Regions from separate parts of the Oryctolagus cuniculus genome. Here region 1 is linked to region 2. The links are chromatin contacts, called in public Micro-C maps. All regions are on one chromosome and are shown on one strand. Each heading gives the region's core, a stretch centred on a gene start, on an enhancer-like site or on the middle of the called end of the contact. The rest is flanking DNA. Distances are from core to core; before and after follow the strand shown.

Region 1 (2,700 bases), core at 171-2,670, 420 kb before region 2:
GGCGTCTTCACAAAACGCTCCGCTCTCCCCTCGCTTCCCCGTGCACGGCCGGAGGGCACCCATGAGGCTCACTCACGGCCCGAAGCCACGCGGGATACAGGGCTAGGGCCCGGCCCGGGCTGGTCCGCACTGAGGTCCTGGGGGTCGCCGGGCACCGCAGGCATTCCGGGGGCCACCAGGGGCTGAAACCCCTCCAGCTGCAAACTAACGGGCGCCAGGCCAAGGGGAGGCGGCCAACGCTCCCCGCCCCCAGCGGCCACGGGCGCGGGCTCCGGGAAGGCGCGCGGGGGGCTCCGGCCGGGGTCCGGCCCGGGGGCTCGTCCCGGCATCACGCAGGTGCGACGCCCCGGGCCCCGGGGCTCCCCCGGCCCGCGCCAGCAGAGGCGGCGCACCCCGGCGGGCCGCGGCTCTCGGCGCGACGCCGGGACGCGCGGGCCTCGCTCCCCAGGGCCCCCCAGCGACGGGAAGCGACCTCGCCGCGGCCCGCACGCCCGGAAGCCCTCCCCGCCTCACACCTGCCGGCGCGTGACGCGGGAGGCGCGCGCGCCCGGCCGCTCCGGGGCGCGCGGCCCTGCCGGCCCCTCGCCTCAGCCCCGGCCGCCGCGGCCGCCCCCGCGAGCGCTCACGCCCCCCGTCCCCGGGCCGCGCCGCGCGCTCCCTCGCGAGGACACGCACACGCCGCGCGCCCCGGCCGCCCAGCTCGGGCCGCACGGCGCGCGGGGGAGGGGAAGGACGGCGCGGCTCCGGTCCTCACTCACCGGCGAGCTGCGCCGGCTCCGAGTGCGCGGCGTTCCGCTGTGAGGCGAGGCGATGCGCGCGGTCCCCGCTTCTCCGCAGGCTACGGGGGCGACGTCGTAGGGGAACTTGAGGGGCGCGGGGGTCCCTCCCTCCCGCTTCACCTCCCAGAAGCACGGGGACCCCAGAAACTAAAAACAAAATAAACAAACTTTCCCCTCCGCCTCCCTCCCCCAAAACCACAACACAAACACTCGGGGGCCCGCCCAGAGTCCCATCCCATTGGCCGCAGGGAGGATGTTTCCGGCTGTCACTGGCTGGCTTTTGTGCCCGTCAAGTTGTCGTTCCGCCCCTCCAATTCCTCGCCGCTGCCGTCGCCCCTCATTGGTTAAGTGCTTCCCGTTTGACGAGCTAGGATTGGCTGAGCTACCTGCGCCAATCATGCGGGGACACACCCCCTCAGCATCCCAGAGGCCGCTTCCTCGGTTGCGGACCGAGAGAGGCGAAGGGGAAACTAGAGCATGATGGCGGCCGAGCTCGTTTGGCGCAACCATCGTCGTTTTTCTATTTTTAGCTCATGAGTGCCTCGCCCCGGCGCCGTTTCCTCTAACGTCCTCTCTCCATCCCGTACTGCCTAATAACGGAATCTATACGTGCCGGCTCCTTGATTTATCCCCTCAGAAGTGCTGAGTGTGGGCTGGTGGTGCGTCATTGGACGGTCGGGCTGCCACTCCCGAGCCGAGGCTGCAAGCTATTGGTGGAACGGCCAGAAAGCCCGGCCAGCAACAAGGGCTGAAGCCATTGGTTTGAAGCCACTGAGTTCTGTCCCGGCGGCTTATTGGGCGCCCGGCTGCGCCGGTCGGGTCCCGCTCGCTGCGCGGCCTGCGAGTCGGGTTCGGCCCTGGTGGCTTGGCACGTCTTGGGCGGCGGTAATGGCCGTCCTGGCGTGCCTAGCGTGCTGCCGAGTTCCTCACAGAGACGGCTTGGTCAGACGCGTGGGGGTGATGGCGCGATTGGGCTAGGACGCTCGGGCCGGGGGGCGCCCAAGGTCGCGCGGAGACGGGAGCCCGCGGCGCTGGCGCGGCGACAGAGCCCTCTTATTTCACGGTGCCCGGAATCGGACCCGGCTGCCAAGCCCAGGCTGTCACACGGCCGCCTCGCCGGGCACCCGGTGCCGCCGTCTCCTCTGGAAGCCTTGACTGTGGAGGGGTCGCCCCCGCCCCATCCTCTGTTCCGGCACCCTGAGTTGAACTGCCTTGATGCCCCCCTCCCGCCCCCCAGAAGTGCACGTCCACCTCTTTCACCGACCCGGCTTTCGCAGGTGGACATCGCGGCCATCCTCCCCGCCCGGCCCGCCAAGCCCCCTTCGCGTCCGTTCCCTGCTCATTCTTTGGAGAGAGTCGAGATCAAGAGCGACTCGCCTTGGAAATCAATAATGTATCGCGTGCAAACGGAAGAGCCCTTCCGCTCCTGGACCGCGTCCAGGGTGGCTGAGGCCGAGCGAGATGCCTGCTCCTGGCCACTGGCCACTGGGCGCTTTCATGGCAGCGAGCCCGCGTTCCAGGCAGGGCAGGGCAGGAGGCTTGGAGCCCGTTGCCAGAGCGCGAGCCGGCAGCCTCCGGGACCAACACGACCTGCAGGAGCAGGGCGCTGGAGGCTAGCCCGGGAAGCTGCGGCGTCGAGTGTTTCCCCTCCCCAGCTCCGCACCCTGGAGCTTCATCGGGGCTGTTGTGTAAGCTCAGAGGCGCTGCTTTAGCAACGAGACAACCGCTGTAGCCCACAATAAGGCTGCGCCTTGCGCGCCTTGCAGCAGAGGGATCTGAGGTAGCTCACAAACGTCCATGGGGAGGAAAGGACAGCTAGTCCTAGGGCAACAGCGAGAGGCAATTTTTTTTTTTTTTTGACAGGCAGAGTGGACAGTGAGAGAGAGAGACAGAGAGAAAGGTCTTCCTTTGCTGTTGGTTC
Region 2 (2,700 bases), core at 38-2,537:
AGCGCTGTGAGAAACCACCTGGCCACGTCAGAAGCCGGACGCAGGCACCCGTCTGCCCACGTCACCGGGGCCAGGACCCCCCTAACCCTTGCTTCTCCTTTGGGGTCACTCCAGGCCTGGTTCACACCTCCGTCCCACCCTGCACCTCTGGGCCGCTCCCCTGGGTGGCTGGAGGGAGGGCCTCACACCTGCTGAGGCCAGGTTCTCTCTTTCTCTTGCTAAGATTTATTTTATTGACTTGAAAGGCAGAGTGACAGAGAGAGGAAGACAGAGCTCTCCCATCTCCTGGTTCACCCCCAAATGGCTGCAACAGCCAGGCCAAAGCCAGGAGCTCCATCGGGGTCTCCCACAGGGGCCCAAGCACTTGGGCCATCCTCCGCTGCCCTCCCAGGGGCATTACAGGGCGCTGGATCCGGAGCGGGGCAGCCGGGACCACTCTGGGATGCTGGTGTCGCCAGCGGCAGCGTGACCCGCGCACCCCAACGCCGGCCCCGGGCTCGGTCTAGATTCGCAGCCCGGGCAGCACCTCCGTTCCTGCCTGCGTACCTGCTCCCCAGGGCCGGGAGGCGAGGGGGCAGCCCCGCGGCTGTCTGCTGCCTCCCCCCACCCCCAAGCAGCTGACGGAGGGCAGGGCAGGAGGGGCTCTCCTGGGGGTCACGCGGGTCACTCCCCGTCCCACACTCTGCACCAGGCCACGCCGTCGCCCTGGAGGAAGCCGGCGGAAGCCGAGGTGCTGCCAACTTAACTCACGGCACCGAGGGAGCGGGGTCTCCCCCGTAAAGACCGGACTCGACGCCCGGGGACGCGGCGCCCACCCACCCCCTCTGCCCTCGGACAACCCCCAAGGAGCACGGCCGAGCCCGCACGCCCGCCACAGCTCCAGCCCACGGGCCTTGCCCCTTCGCCGTCGGCCCGCGAGGGGCCCGTTAGCGGAAGGGACGCAGGTTTGCAGTTCTGCAACAATATGGGGAAAAAACTCGGCCCCACATTTTCCTATTTCCTCAGAACTGGGAATGTCAACAGTCAGCCCCGCGCCGGACCTGCCCACTAAGGACAGCAGCCACGAGAGCACCGACACACAGCCTGCGCCTGATCTGGGCCGCTTCCGGGAGGAGGCGTGGCCTGGCGCGCGCGCGGCAGTGCTGGGATGGGATTGGACGACAAATGTGTCCCTCCGCGCCTTGGACCCGCCCCCGGCTCCCGCCCCTCCTCCGGCGCCTGCGGTAAGCCCTAACGCATGCGTTCTAAGGCCGTGGGCACTTCCGCCCGGCACTCCGGAACCCTCGGGTACGGCTCCGGTTTCCGGGGAGGAGACCGGAACAGCCGAAGCGGAAGTAGCGTGCGGCAGGTGGGCGGGGTCGGCCGTAGTCATGTCGGCCTCTCTGCTGCGGCGGGGCTTGGAGCTGCTGGCGGCGTCCGAGGGTGAGGCCGCCTTGGCTGGGGCGGGAGGGCGGCAGGGTCCCGGAGGTGGGGACTGACCCGGGCCGGGGTTAGCCCGCGGGATGGCGGCCCTCCGACCCAGGTCCGATCCGCGCCTCCCTTCCAGCCCCCCGAGCCGCCGCCGGCCAGGCCCAGGCGAGCGGGGCCCCGGACAAGCGGGCCCGGAAGGCGAAGGCGACCCAGACGCAGAGGCTGCGGAACTCGGCCAAGGGGAAGGCGCCCAAGTCGGCTCTGGGTGAGTTCGGGGCGGGCCGGCGCGGCGGGGGGCCCGTGGAGGGGACGACGGCCGTGGTCCGAGACGGGCTCAGAGTGGACGCCGAGAGCCGGGGGTCCTGGCGAGCCCGGGGCGAGACGGAGGAGGGTCTGGAAGGAATGGCACGTGCAGAGGGGCCAGGAGGAGGCTGGGGGCCGGCGCCCGCTGCTCCGCTTCGGATCCCGCTCCCTGCCGGGCCCGGGGGAGCGGCGGAGGGGTCCTGCACCCGCGTGCGGGCGCCTGGCTCCGCCCGGCTCAACCCAGCTGCGGCAGCCGTTTGGGGAGCGAGCCAGCCAGCAGACGGATGGTCTTCTCGCTGTCTCTCCCTGCTCTGTCATTCTCTCAAATAAATCAACCTTTGAAGAAGGTGTTTGACCTGAAAAAGATTCGTTTATTTGAAAGGCAGAGAGAGAAGGAGGGAGGGAGGGAGGGGGGAGGGGAGGGGTCCTGCAAACACCGCTCACTCCCCAGGTGGCCAGCGGTGCTGCTGTGGAACCGGCAGTCAGCCCCTCGCCCAGCCCTGCTCCGGCCCCCGGCCCCTCCCTCACTGCCCCCCACGCCAGCCAGGCGTCCTGCGGGTGGACTTGGCCTGGGCCTCCAGCACCAGCTGGGCGTGCGTGGACTGAGCCTGGGGGCCGCCCTGAGGGGGGAGCTCCCGCGTGCTGGAGGGCTGCAGAAGCCTCCTGACCCCTCTCCCGTCACTCACACACACACTCACACACGCGCGCGCGCGCGATCTTGTTCGCAGCAGCGACCCAAGCGATGTGGGAAGTCAGATCAGGCTGTCCCCTCCTGCCCGCACCCCGGGGCTCCCGTGCGGTAGGAACCAGAGGTCGCAGGCTGGCTGATGAGGCCCGCCCAGCCCTGGCCTCCCCGGTTCAGCCCCACTGCTAGGATTTGTGTAATTATTTGAGAGGGTGATGGAGATCTCCATCTGCTCGTTCACTCCCCAAATGCCCACCAGCCTGGGCGAGCCACGCTGAAACCAGGAGCCCGGAGCTCCGGCC

The links. Hi-C and Micro-C count contacts between places; a contact is called where the count stands out from the background.
Region 1: a Micro-C map of ear pinna shows a contact between it and region 2, with 4 times the contacts expected there. The contact joins the promoter of TNRC6B here to the promoter of RPS19BP1 in region 2. A contact is called at or near these places in 2 of 6 Hi-C or Micro-C datasets (ear pinna and psoas muscle).

Annotation. Positions count from the first base shown.
Region 1 is chr11:116,179,319-116,182,018 of mOryCun1.1, reverse strand. It overlaps TNRC6B (trinucleotide repeat containing adaptor 6B), which reads right to left and starts at 1,420. Exons shown (of 25, transcript XM_051834078.2): 1 at 759-1,420.
Region 2 is chr11:115,762,279-115,764,978 of mOryCun1.1, reverse strand. It overlaps RPS19BP1 (ribosomal protein S19 binding protein 1), which reads left to right and starts at 1,287. Exons shown (of 4, transcript XM_051845871.2): 1 at 1,287-1,422; 2 at 1,547-1,675. The coding sequence starts at 1,371.